4 separate regions of the Sus scrofa genome follow, and all the other regions are linked to region 2. A link is a contact called in public Hi-C and HiChIP or PLAC-seq data. All regions are on one chromosome and are shown on one strand. The core of a region is the stretch at or near the end of the contact, and the rest is flanking DNA. Distances in the headings are between cores, read along the strand shown. Region 1 overlaps XPO4 (exportin-4). Region 2 overlaps IL17D (interleukin-17D). Region 3 overlaps XPO4 (exportin-4). Region 4 overlaps XPO4 (exportin-4).

What was found. A called contact is a pair of places that touch in the nucleus more often than the background predicts. HiChIP or PLAC-seq counts read pairs in DNA pulled down with a chosen protein or histone mark.
Region 1: a Hi-C map of heart right ventricle shows a contact between it and region 2, with 3 times the contacts expected there. The contact joins two enhancer-like sites. A contact is called at or near these places in 4 of 47 Hi-C or Micro-C datasets (embryonic fibroblasts, heart right ventricle and skeletal muscle) and 1 of 2 datasets of contacts at active chromatin or transcription factors (skeletal muscle).
Region 3: an H3K27ac HiChIP or PLAC-seq map of skeletal muscle shows a contact between it and region 2, with 4 times the contacts expected there. The contact joins two enhancer-like sites. A contact is called at or near these places in 3 of 47 Hi-C or Micro-C datasets (epiblast stem cells and skeletal muscle) and 1 of 2 datasets of contacts at active chromatin or transcription factors (skeletal muscle).
Region 4: an H3K27ac HiChIP or PLAC-seq map of skeletal muscle shows a contact between it and region 2. The contact joins two enhancer-like sites. A contact is called at or near these places in 4 of 47 Hi-C or Micro-C datasets (epiblast stem cells, psoas muscle and skeletal muscle) and 1 of 2 datasets of contacts at active chromatin or transcription factors (skeletal muscle).

Annotation. Positions count from the first base shown.
Region 1 is chr11:1,168,962-1,171,884 of Sscrofa11.1, forward strand. All of the region lies in intron 3 of XPO4 (exportin-4), which reads right to left. Among named protein-coding and RNA genes, the nearest start is that of XPO4, 38 kb to the right of the region's middle. Within about 2 kb of position 1,315, at least 5 of the 83 cell types and tissues checked have an H3K27ac peak or open chromatin away from gene starts, as enhancers often do. A contact at or near this core is called in skeletal muscle, where this site is marked.
Region 2 is chr11:1,056,799-1,060,144 of Sscrofa11.1, forward strand. The region is part of intron 2 of IL17D (interleukin-17D); the gene reads left to right. EEF1AKMT1 (protein-lysine N-methyltransferase N6AMT2) reads right to left here. Exons shown (of 5, transcript XM_021065435.1): 5 at 1-3,346. Among named protein-coding and RNA genes, the nearest start is that of IL17D, 29 kb to the left of the region's middle. Within about 2 kb of position 2,088, at least 24 of the 83 cell types and tissues checked have an H3K27ac peak or open chromatin away from gene starts, as enhancers often do. A contact at or near this core is called in skeletal muscle, where this site is marked.
Region 3 is chr11:1,131,998-1,135,325 of Sscrofa11.1, forward strand. All of the region lies in intron 8 of XPO4 (exportin-4), which reads right to left. Among named protein-coding and RNA genes, the nearest start is that of EEF1AKMT1, 39 kb to the left of the region's middle. Within about 2 kb of position 1,289, at least 26 of the 83 cell types and tissues checked have an H3K27ac peak or open chromatin away from gene starts, as enhancers often do. A contact at or near this core is called in skeletal muscle, where this site is marked.
Region 4 is chr11:1,149,283-1,152,656 of Sscrofa11.1, forward strand. The region is part of intron 5 of XPO4 (exportin-4); the gene reads right to left. Among named protein-coding and RNA genes, the nearest start is that of EEF1AKMT1, 56 kb to the left of the region's middle. Within about 2 kb of position 1,414, at least 5 of the 83 cell types and tissues checked have an H3K27ac peak or open chromatin away from gene starts, as enhancers often do. A contact at or near this core is called in skeletal muscle, where this site is marked.

The sequences.
Region 1 (2,923 bases), core at 65-2,564, 110 kb after region 2:
TGCTGCTGGCAACTGGACCAGCAGTAACGAGGGGTCCGACATTGACAACTTTCATTTTCAATGAGTTAGAAACCAAATAATCACCTTTATTCAAACTATACCCCCAAACTTCTCAATAAAAACACTCTGTGTGGGACCCTTTCAGTTCCAATACAAGAATCTAAAACTAACTGTTCAGATAAAGACGTCAGAAAATCCGGGCTCCGGCAGTCCCGGACAGCCCCTTCAAGTAACTGAGGGTGCACCAGCCCGTCTATCGTGGCCTCAGATGTCTCGCCTGTGAGAAGGGCTGTTACCCTCCACGCTGCAGAGTTTGTGTGACTGTCCCGAGGCCCCAAGAGAATGCGAGTGAAAGGACTATGAGAACGTGACGGGTTCTGATGAGAACGGTATTCGCATCATTACCATGAATATTAACCTATTCTGGCTTCTTTAGTCCCACCGCGTGCTTATTATATAAATTCTAACAAACTGAAATGACAAGGTAAGTTATCAACTAAAAAAAGAAAGCCAGGCGTTCCCACTGGGGCTCAGCAGTATCAAACCCAACTAATATCCACGAGGACACGGGTTCCATCCCGGGCCTCCCTCAGTGGGTTAAGGATTCAGTGCTGCCGTGAGCTGTGCTGTAGGTCACAGATGCAGCTCGGTTCTGGTGTTGCTGTGGTGTGGTGGAAGCCGGCAGCTGCAGCTCCAATTTGACCCCTAGCCTGGGAACCTCCATATGCCACAGGTGCGGCCCTAAAAAGGAAAAAAAGAGAAAGCCAAGGGAGTTCCTGCTGTGGGATAAAGGATCCAGCACTGCTGCAGCGGTGGCACAGGTCACAGGCACGGCTTGAATTCAATCCCATTTGCCACCGAGGCAAGTGAAGGAAAGAAGGGGAGGAGGGAGGGAGATAGAAATAAGAAAGAGATAAAGTGCGAGAAAGAAAGGGAGAGAGAGGAAAAAAAGGGGAAAAAAAAAAAGGAGTTCCTGCCGTGGCGCAGTGGAAACGAATCCGACCAGGAACCATGAGGTTTCGGGTTCGATCCCTGGCCTCGCTCAGTGGGTTAAGGAACCAGCGTTGCCGTGAGCTGTGGTGTAGGTTGCAGACTCAGCTCAGATCCCACATTGCTGTGGCTGTGGTGCAGGTCGGCAGCTGTAGCTTGGCTTCGATCCCTAGCCTGGGAACTCCCATTTGCCATGGGTGCGCCCCTAAAAAAAAAAAAAAAAGGAAGTGGGGGACGGAAGGAGGCAGGCAGGCCAAACTAAAGCATCACTGGAGTGACAGAGCAGGTCCTCACTGCCGGTCACTTGGATTAATAAATCTGACACTTCATCAGCACAAAGGAAGCTGAGACATGAATATATGGCGTGTTCCCTATTGTTTTAGTTGCTGATGAATTTCAAAGATGTCAATTATGTAACACAAGGAGAAGAAATTCAATGAGGTCTCAAAGTTGTGGAAGAATCTACTGTTTTCTTTCACTGAAGTACTAAAAATGCACAGGAAAACTCGCTGGCTAACAGCTCAAGCAAGAGCTGCCTTCACATGAAAAATGTGCCGTCGCACTGTCACGTCCAGTAAAAGACATTAATTTCATGACAGTGGGAAACACAGCCTTCAGAGAGGGCCTGCCCCATTCTCCACGCTCTGTCACGGGAACAAGACATTCAAACACGAGCCCCAGCTGACAGAAAGAAGTGCTGCTCTTCAGAGAGAGGACTGTCTCCTATAATAGCCTGGCTCTTACCCCAGAAGCGCTCCTACCAAGAATAAACTTTATGACAGGCTGCCGTACAGAGAGCGGACCTCCAGCTGCTCCTCTGGGCAGACGTCAGTGAGCGTGGGATAAGAGAGATGAAGCTGCTATCACATCCAGGCCCACGAGGGAATTTCTCACCCACTTCTCAGGGGCAGGCAGACAGGAAGAGAGGAGGCTTCAACACCAAACCGAACCGCTTTAAAGCGATGCAACATTTGCCTCCTGCTTCCACAGGAAATAAACCGCCATGAAATCAGTTCGAAATCTCGCCCCTTTCCTGAGCCAGTGAGGTCCCCAGAGCCATGCCTCCCAGGGCTGAGGCCACCTCACACTGAGGGGAGGCAGACGGCTGGGGACAGCACAGCACGGAGTCGCAGCACGGGCCCCGTCCCTCTAAGCAAGCACACAACCCACAGAAAACTGCACTGAGTCTAAGAAACACAGCCTCCTGGGAAATCAAACATCAGTGGAGAACAAAGACCATAAGATACTTCTTCAAGTGTTTAAAGGAAAACTAATGTGCTAGTTAAATTTTTTTTTTTTTTTTTTTTTTTTTGCCTTTTAGGGCTGCACTGGTGGCATATGGAGGTTCCCAGGCTAGGGGTCCAACTGCAGCTGCAGCCGCCGGCCTACACCACAGCCACAGCAACGGGGGATCCGAGCCGCATCTGCAACCTACACCACAGCTCACGGCAACGCCAGATCCTTAACCCACTGAGTGAAGCCAGGGGTCGAACCTGCATCCTCATGGATGCTAGTTGGATTCGTTAACCACTGAGCCACAACAGCAATTCCAGTTAAATATTTTTGAAATACACAGTTTTCATTCACGGATAACAGCGTAAATACTTTCTCCTGATTTTCAATGCTTCAAATATAATTTGCCGTATGTGTGATTTAACACACAGCTCATGTCCTCAGGTTCTATAAAGACAGGGCTGGGAGAACAGCCGGGAGATCGGCCTAACACCTGCTGAGCGCCTGCTACACGGACCAGTGCTGTTTTCCCCATCTGGACATGGATGTTTATTTTACGTATTAGTAAATCAGCACCTAAAGAAGCTACACAGTTGTTTTTCAAGCACAGGGGATGCGTGAACCTACAAAAAACTATACCAAGAAAGCAAGCGGGAAAAGGCAGACTACACAGCATCTCTGGTCAATCGGGGCTGATGGC
Region 2 (3,346 bases), core at 838-3,337:
CAGGTGCTGAAGCAGCAAAGTGTCAGCAGGTCACGACAGCCTATGATTGACCCAGAGCTGGGGCTCGGGGGGACCAGGGGCTCCTGGCAAAGTCCCTCAGATGCCCTCGGTGGGGGCCAGGCAGGGGGAGCCACACCCAGGCCTGACCGCTCCTGTTCTGCTGGCTGTGCCCGCACTGCTGGGCTGTTAGAAAAGCAACACTCAGCCTCCAGAGTATCAACATACGGTCTCATTTACTTTGTGGCATCATGTTTGTTTCTTTTAAGAGTTAGCAACAAATAGGCCAAAAATAAAATGAATGTGATGGCTCAATAGGTTTTTTAAGCCATACTGACATAATGAGAAACATACTGTAAAAACACTGAGGTTTATTAAGGCTTAAAGATACACAGCCCTCAGTTCTGTTGAAACCCCAAAGAGAGACGCCTACCAACTCTCTAAGTAATGTTGACTTGTGGATGCTTTTCAGTTTTGTGTAGTTGTGTAAAGACTTTTCACAACCGTTTATTTTTAGGCTTTATTACTTTTCTCTATAAATTCCTCCTGGGAATTGAAGAGACTACAGCTACATTTGTTTTGCAGCAAGCAGCTCCGCGAACAGCCAGCAAGGTGATGGAAGAGGAGCAGACAGGGTGGATGGGCCGGGGGTGGGGGGAGTTAGGAAGTGTCTGGAAGCCTGGAATTTTCCCTCCGAGGGCCTGGCTGGCACTACTCTCTGTTCCCAGAACTTCCAGCTGGTGACTCAGGAATGGGCGCGGCGGCCTCAGCTTCCAGCTCGTGGGGGCACGAGGTCACACCGCCCCAGGCTGGGAAACGAGATGCCCACAGGTCCGTCCCTGGATGCTGAGCAGCAGGGTCCCGGGAGGGTTGAGGTAGGAAGGGTATTTACCCCCCCACCCAGCAGTGTCACCTGTTCGTCGCATCCACTATGAGGCGGTGCCCTGGATCAAGTTCTTACAACTGTCCGAGCCCCGTGTCCCCTCCGGTCTTTCTCTCTGCTTCCCCGCTCCCTGTGGGCAGCTCAGACCTGTGTTCGGGCCCCAGGTCCCCTCGGGCCGGGCGGGAGCCTGCCGGCCCGGCAGGTGGCCGGCAGGGGGCAGCACCGGCCGCCCTCCCTCCAGCCCGCCGGGATCTCCACGCGCCCGGCAAGGTCCCGGCCTCCGCGCTCGTTGGTCCTGAGGTTGTAAAGCCCAGACAGCCATCTGGCTTCCAGTGCCGTGTGTGCGGTGCAGCCCCGCGCAGCGCCGCTGTGCTCTCCGTGAGGAGGGGCAGAGGAGGGGGAAGGAGCGGGTGTCCCCAGCGGAGACCGCGGGCACCTGGGGCGTGGCCTCCACGCCGGGTAGAAAAGGCGCCCTGGCACGCAAAGCCCCAGCTGTCCTGCGGCGGGGATGTGACAGGTGAGAGGTCTGCCCGGGTCGCCCTGAGTGTCCTGGGTCAGCCACCTGCTCACGTCCTGCCGCGTGACCGGCCATGCCGCCGTCGCCCCCCGGTCCCGCTCGAGCCCAGTGTCTGCGCTCCTGACTCGGAGGCGCCAGGACGCCGGTGGATCCCTCCGAGTGTTCGTTGCTGGGAAGGGCCGGGAGGCTGTGGAGATCGTGGGGGCCGCCCCGACCGGTGTGGTCGAGGGGAAAATGCCCTGGCGGGCCCTTCGAGGCCCTGTGACCTCCGCCCGCCAGCGCCCAGGACGGGCACCAAGGTGGCGCCGAGCCCAGATTCTGCGGCTTCCCTGGCGGCGGCGCGCGTCCCGTGGGTGAGAGCTGTTCTGCTTTGAAGAGACTCCCCCAGCTGCCCTGCATGTGTGGCATCTGAGCCACACTGAGAACTTTGAGAAATTCGGCTTATTCACTCCATCTCTTGGTCCCTCGGCAGAGCTTTTGCCCTGGATTCTCTTCCAGGCGGTTCGTCTGTCTGCCCTGAGCTGCCAGATGAGCAGAGAGACCCTTCGTGGAATCCGAGCTTTTACCCTTTTCCAGGGGCCTGGCTGAGTGCTGGTGCAGGCCCGCCCTGGGGGTGCCGAGGGAGGGGTGTCTGTATGGCTCTGGCTCTGGTGGCATTCCTGGCTTCATGTCAGGGCTGCCCTGATGCCAAGCTTCGTGCTGCAGGATGGCCTCGGCCCCAGATGGCCCGACCCCTGTGTGTCCTTGGCCAGCAGAGTCTATCTGTGTCCCCTCCCCCGGGAGGCTCACACTCGGGTTTTGTCAGGTGGAGGGCAGTTTTCTGGGCGCCCTGGCAGTGGTGCCCGGAGTGACAGGAGGGCGGGCAGGTCCGTGGTCTCCTGTCCCCAGTCCCCTGCCTGCAGCCCTCCCTCCCCACTGGCTGCCTGTCCCCACCCCCATGGCAGGGCCTGTCCAGGAGGAACAGATGGGGTGTCAGTGACCTGTTAGGCCTGGGGCTCAGCAGGTGAGGGATCCCTGGTGTTTTTCTGACCCCCCCACCACTTGAGCCCTGTACCTGGGGAGGGGACAGTGGTCAAATCCTGAGATCCAGCAGCCTGTTTGTGCCTCCAGCAAAGAGCTAAGACCTTGTGCATTAGACTCCTCAGTCCTGTGCAGTAGACTCCTTGGCCTGGGAGTCCTTGTGGGGAGGTCACGAGACTGCAGGGGGCTGGGGACACGCACCCAGTTTCCCATTGGCCGTGGAGTCTGGGCTGGGGCCTCCAGCAAGCGGGGTTCCAGATTGGGGGTGAAGTGTGAGAATCTGCTTTTCACGGGCCCCACGCGGTTCTGAACCAGTTTGGAAACCTCGGTTCTGCCTTCCTGCAGGCGCCCACGTGCCGGAGAAACCTGGGCTCCTGGGGAGGGAGCCGGTTACCCTCAGAACTGCCAGCGTTACAGCATCTGCTGGAGAGACCCCCCCCCCCCCGTCTGCACGTAGACAGTTTCCTCCAAACTGTCTACGTGCTTCTCGGCCCGAATCTCAGGGCCAGCTGGCCAGGTTCTGAGGGAAGTGGGAGTCTGCGCGGGTGTGGCCTGACCTGGAGACCCCTGAGCCCCTGGAAACTCCGTGGACCACGGGTGTCTTTTCTAAGCAGAAGCCATGGCTAAAGTAGCGCGTTTTTAGTCCTGTCACCAAGAAGCCACCCCTCCACTGTGCAGAGCGCCAGCAAGGCAGTGTCACCTAGGTCGGATCAAAGCTGTAGGCTGGCCTCTTGCTCCCTCCAGGCCACCCTGGAGGAGGCCTGTTGACCTTGGCCCATCTCTGCACTGCGCCCGGGGGCTCAGGGCGCTGGGGACGAAGCCGTCATCCTGAGCCTCTGCTGCTGGAGCTGCCGCTCCTCATGTCTTCTGCCAAGTGGGGAGGTGGGTTTGTGTGTAAAGATGCCAGTTGTGTGGGTCTGAGCCCGGCG
Region 3 (3,328 bases), core at 39-2,538, 74 kb after region 2:
GGAGAAGACGCGTCAGCAACACAAACCAACGAGCAGGAAAGGAGCACACGAACCCCGCGAAGAGTCTCCACAGCCGGTGAGGAGAGGGCAAACCACCCGGCAGGGAACTGGGCAACGGACTAAAGAGCAGCTGCCAAGCGCAATCGCGGGGAGGCTGCGTTTAACGGCCGACGCGACGCTCCAGCTCAGGAGCACTGGGGACAGCAACGCAGCCACGTTCTACGCTCGGGGTCTGGCGGACGCTGCGAGTGACATGTGACAGCCCGGGTGCACGGAACGCGCCCGCACAGGCGAGGGGTGGCCTGAGCCCACACACACGCCGCCTTCGCTCCAACACCGCGCCTCCGAGGCTTGGACGCCGGGCAAACGCGCACGACTGTGCCGGGGGCGCGGGCAAGGAGGCTTCCTGAAACACCGCACTTTTTCACAAAGGGGCAAACACCCGCCCTCGGCCCGGCCTGCGCACACAAGGGCCAGAGGCCCGGAGCCACGGGCGCCTCTCCTGTGAGGCGGCAGAGGGACCAGCGCGCCAGTCACACTGGCCCCGGGAAGAGGCATCTGCTGGTGCCGCGGAGCGACGCGTGGTTTCCTCTCCGTGGGTGTCACGTATGACACAGTCGAGTCCTCTGCGGTGGCCCTGAGGACCGAGGAAGGGACACGGGGAATGGCCAAGCCACGCTCGCTGTGGGCGCAGCAGGAGGAGAGGCTGGCTTTACGCCTTCAGCAGAAGCCACCGCCACCGCCACCGCCGAGAGCGACGAGATGACCCCGACCGAGGACACCTGCGGCCTGTCCCTACTCCGTGCAAGGCCTCACGCGCCAGGTCTTACCGGGCTGTCCTGCCCCAAGAGACTGGTAAGGCATCTTAGGTGGCACTTGGAAGGGGCTCGGAAGGAAGAAGAGGGCATCTTCTAGGAGCTCGGCTGCCCGGGGCCCTGGGGCCGGCCCGCTCGGCGCAGTTTCCTCCCTCCCAGACAGAAAGGCACAGACACAACAGAAAAGCCGTCCACGCCTCTGGCCATTCCGCCCACAAGCCCCGACGCGAGACCCCATGACCACAGGCGGCCTGTCGGAGCCCCGGTCCCCGGACGCGGACTTAGGATGGGAACCGAATCCGAGGACACAGCCTCCTGCTCCTGCTGGAAACCAACACAAGGAACGCATCAAGCAAAGTGCGAGAAATCTGGCTGATGACAATTGGCAACTACGTCTCTCAGGCTGTCACAGAGACATGAAACCAGCTGAGCGCGCTGCCTGATACCTTGGCCCTGCTCCACGGCCACACTGGCCAACGCCCAGCCCCAAGCCGGGGCACGTGCCAGGGGGACGACGGCCCGAGCCCGCCACTCCGCTCATGCCCAGGGCCTGTCAGGCCTGCTGCCAGGAGGGCTTTCGAGAGGGGAGTGAGCTTAGGAGGCCACTTGACCTCACATTACTCCCTGTGGGAAGAGGGGGTGGAGGCACGTCAACACCCACCATGAACCTGCCAGGGTACAGAGGGGCGAGCCTGCAGCTCCTCGGCCGCAGGAAAAAAAATCTGCCTTTGTGTCTGGAAACTATTTGGGTATAAAAACAGGGGTTAATTGAAGCTTGGGAACGCTCCCCCTCTCTAACAGGGAACTGAATTTCAGATTAAAATCTAACAGTCCTGTATGATTCCAACCTCATGACATTCTGGAAAAGACGAACCACAGAGACAGGGGCAGAGCTCAGGGGATTTGGAAGGCAGAGAAACTCCTGCCTGAGCCTCTAGCGGTGGCTACGTCTTCACAGCCACAGGATGCCCAGCATCCTGACACAACCCACGGCTCTGGGCGGTGACCATGAGTCTGTGTAGTTTCACCGCTAGGAACACATGTGACCTCCGGTTGGGGCTCGCAGAGTGGGGTGGGGGGCGTGTGGGTTTGGGGAGGGGTGGGGGTATGGGAACTCCATATTTTCACTCGATTTTGCCATGAATCTAAAACCGCCCGAAGAAAATCAGTATGTGTGCATGTTCCTAACACCAATACTGAGCCAGGAAGCACACCAGGGAACTCTCCTGCTGGAGGAGCTCTACTCATCCGACTCTGGTGACGCAAAAACTCCAAATTAATTCCTAACTAAGACAGTGCTGTGGTGACTAGCAGATATGACCCATTCCACTACAACAGACTTTTTTCCTACCAAGTGCACGTGACCAACCTGACAACTAGAAATCATGCCTACAAAACGGGAAAGCTCCTTCTCCGACCACTGACATTCTCTCTGTATGTAAACGTAAGTCACATGGTTCAGCTGGAAAAGGTGTGCGATTCAGAGACGTAAAAAACGCAGTAAGACGGGTGTGGGCAGTGAACGCTCCCAAGGAATGCTTTCTTCCTTTTTCACTTTCTTCTTTTTCGGCCATGCCCACAGCATATGGGGGTTCCTGGCCAGGAATCAAATCAGAGCTGTGGCGAGATCTATGCCACAGCCACAGCACGCCAGATCCTCAACCCACTGAACGAGGCCAGGGATCGAACCCGCAACCTCACGGTTCCTGGTCGGATTCGCCTCCGCTGCACCACAAGGGGAACTCCAGAAGGTTTTATTTCTAAGAGATAACCCTGTTTAACTTTGTGTTTCCTATTTATAGCCTGAAGCTGTGGCTACTCAACTACCCTTACAAGGACTTGGAAATAAAAACACACTGAACCGAGATTGTAGAGGCTGGGAAAAGTGCCAAGAACACTGGCTAGGGGGCTCACCAGCAACGTTCATTTGCAAACATGATAAAAAAAAAAATCATTTGGCACAAATAACCTATGCAACATAAAATGTGCTTATAAAACAGAAGGGAGAAAAGCCCCGGGTACCTACAGGGAAGGGTTCCATCTAGATCCTGTTTCTATCTGGACGGCTGGCACAGCCGCTGGTTTTATGCTTCTTTACAGGGTTTATACACATACAAATCTTTTACTTTATCCAAACAAAGTATTACACAAGAAGTTTAAAATTTAGAGGCACTGTCACAACCCTCAGGACCAATGACAGATCAGATAAAGAACTGAGCAGTGTCAGACATTAATCAGAAAGGACATAAGAAAGATCAGAGACGGACAGACAGCCGTCCAGCGGTTTACGCCTGCTCCAAGCACTCCTCCTGGTGTGGCATCAGGACACGCAAAAACGGCAACACGGAGAACATCAGAGAAATGCCACGACCTCTCCATTTTAAAAAGGGAGCATTTAGAAGTCTCTGCATGTCAACTGGAAAAAAATTCACGCTGTCGTGAGCTGCCCGGCCAGCCCTCACAGCACAGAATTAATTTAGCTCCGGAGCATCTACGCAGCTGACAGCACCCTG
Region 4 (3,374 bases), core at 164-2,663, 92 kb after region 2:
TACTAAGAGTGTGCGTGTGTCACTTTCCACTGAGAAAACCAGAGAGAGAAGCACATCGCGCTGTGAACGGACCAGTCGCACAGACCTAAACCGCATCAGTGCCTTCAAAACAGCGTAAAGAATGAGAGCAATTCCCCTTTTCCTTTGGTATTACCAATAACCTAATGCCTTGTCTACCTCCGTGTAAGGGACACCCAAACATCCCTTCTCCTCAGATGACCCTTAGAGCAGGACACCTGGAAACAGCCGAGGCTGTCACTAGAACGCAGGTGTCCAGCCCCTGCCTCCGAGGACACCAGGCCTCAGAGATTTACGGCTGAAATAAAGCAGAACCTGCTCTTCCACTTTGCGGCCTCTCTTCTTGCCCTTCTGACTGCGACCACCACAGCCCTGCTCGCCAGGATTCCAAAAGCTCCCCTTTTCTCAAGTCTTGTTTCACAACCTATAATTCTCTCAAAGCCTAGACTACCGTGTACAAAGGTTCGTCACGTTCCTCCTTTCCGGACAGCCAAAATTAACTTTCCCCCCAAAATAGTCTTAACAGCAATAGGCTCACAATAGGTCCCTTTTTAAGTTCCCGAGGCTTCAGGTTACAACACTGCTTAAACAGCCGGGCTGTCCTAACAGCCACACTGCGCTGCTTTCTCTCTTTTACCCAAGTAGAAAAGGGACGACAGTGAGGGGACCATTTACCAACTGGTCGGTGATTACACGCCTGTCAGGTCTCAGGAGTCCCCAGACCACAGCAGACGGATCCTCTTAAACCACAACCATTCCCTCGAAGTCAAAGCAGACTCGAAACCGAGAGTTGTCTGGGGCGATGGCTTTCTATGTTTTTCTAAAATTAAGAGTAAACTCAGGTCATTGATATTTTGTTTTGTACTAGAACAGTCCATTTGCAATCAAGTAAAATCCCACCAACAGGACAGCCACAAAGAGTGCTTTCAGCCTTTTAAGAAGCCTATGTCTTTATGAAAAAAACCTGTCATCACATCCATCTCATTTCACCTTCCAACAAATTCAAGAATCAGGAGTAACAGGACAGCCCTTCTCCTGTCACTGTCATAACACAAGCCCCTCTCTCCACAAGGCTTCAATTCCAAAGAAAAAAACCAGCTCAGTGCTTTCTCAATCCCCTGCAGACCAGTCGCAGCTGAAGTTCAACTGCAGGCACAACGGCAAGAGTTAACTCTCTGTCGCCCAGCCTGCTCCCAAGGCAGCCCTGCCCAGCGCTGCTCAGGAAGCTCACCAACTTCTGGGAAACCAAGGCACAGAAAGGCACCACCTGCCCGGTTCCGTAACTGCCGCCCCGAAGCACACGCACCCTCGGCCAAGAGCCAGAAGGCCAGACCTAACAGCGCCGGCCCCGGTCCCTGGATCAACCCCACTAGGTCTCCTGTCGCAACCACACAGCATGATCCGTGAGTATGAGCTTGTAACACAAGGGGAGGTCGGCTCTGCAGGCGCGCCCGCCCTTCCACGCGTTTGCGTTCCTGTTCACCCCCTACCACCTGCGGGAAGGGGGTCATGGGGGGGGGGGCACCGACAGTTAAAAAAAAAAAAAAAATAGGTCATACAACAGCTACAAGTTATCCTCGAGTAAAAATGGGAAGTCTGAAAACTTCCACTGCCTGGTCTTATAAGTACTTTACAACAGAGGAAGATCTTGTAGCAACAATGGACATTTTACAAAAGTAATAAATATAATTTCCCCATCTCCCCAAATTCTTTTTGTCCCACCTCATTAGTAAAACAAAATTCCAGAAGCAAGGGAAGCCCAGTTCTTCTTCTTACATGTTTAGCCACTGTCACTACTAGTTTTTCTAACAACAAAAACCGCTATTTCTGGCACAGCACGGAACCCAGGAGCCCAGTCTTACACTCAGCACTTAGTCCAAGTAACAAAAGTCCTTTGAAATAAAGGAGAACTGACCTCACCTGAATGGTTTCCAAAGCCTTGCCTCCAAATAGTAACGGCGGCTTTACTGGAAATCCTACTTTAGGTGAAAGCTTCTGTATCCCCGTTACTATTTTATGATCCAGTTAGCGTTCCCTAAGAGGGTGAGTTTGAAAAAATTTTTACCAAAACCAAATCAGATCCACAAAAATAGCATACCAATAAAAGGCAGCGTAACCAAACTAAAAAAAGAATTATTACTAAAGCCAACATACCAAACATACCTGCCAAACATTCTTATTACAAAACGATATTGTCATTTATGATTAGCTTTGCCAAAACCCTTAAGCATCTGCGGATGCTAGGTGAGCTAACGGCTCAACAATATCAGCAGCATAAACAAACATCCAGGACCGGAGAGGGCACTCGTGAATCACCTTCCCTCAGTCATGGAAACCCATCTGTTTGCTGGGCTCCTGTTACCGCACGTTGTCAGTGCAGGGTGACCACGTATGGCCCAAAGCGCAGCCCACGCTCGCCTGAGCGGCCAGCCAGACAGGCGGTGAACAGGTACCACTCAAACGAGAGAACATCACAGGGAGACATGGGCCACGTGGGGGAACAGTGGCTATAAATGCATGTCAGAGGCCACCGCCAAGGAAAGCGGACCTGGTCTGGGCCCTGCGTACAACGAGGAGGCAGGGGCAACGCCAGGGGCAACGCGCCGACGGAGGGCACAGAGCAGAGGAAGGCACAGGGCAGACCACCCGCATCGGACCACCCGTTTTTAAATGGGGACGGTGGCACACGGAGCATCACAGGACTAGGGTGCTTTCCTCAGACAGCAGGGATCTCAAACACAGTGAAAAGCAGGTGGGTCTCCTCTCAGTTCTTTCAGGAGCGTGAGACCAGGACAGAAGAGCCAGAGTAACTGGCGCACTGGGCCAGGAGATGATTGTAGCACCGGCCAAATCACAGGAGCTACAGGCTTTGCAACCTCCGGGCCTGGAGCCGAGTATGCTTTCAGAACTCACCTTCTGCACACAGAAAACCTACACGTAATAACTCTCAGGAAAAATAACAGCTTGCAGCTGACATCATGTACATAGAAAAATCCAAAAAACCCACTAAAAATACTATTAGAGGAGTTCCCATTGCGGCTCAGCAGTAATGACCCAGACTAGTATCCATGAGGATGTGGGTTTGATCCCTGGCCTTGCTCAGTGGGTCATGGATCTGGCGACGCTGTGAACTGCGGTGCAGGTCGCAGATGCGGCTCAGATCCAATGTTGCTGTGGCTGTGGTGTAGACTGGCAGCTACAGCTCCAATGTAACCCTTAGCCAGGGAACGTCCACACGCCTTATGAGGGTGCAGTCCTCGAAAGACCAAAAAAAAAAAAGAACAAAAACCCCAAATGGGAGAAAATATCTGAAAATCATTTATCTGTTAAAGAATTTTTTTCATATTTATAGGTCA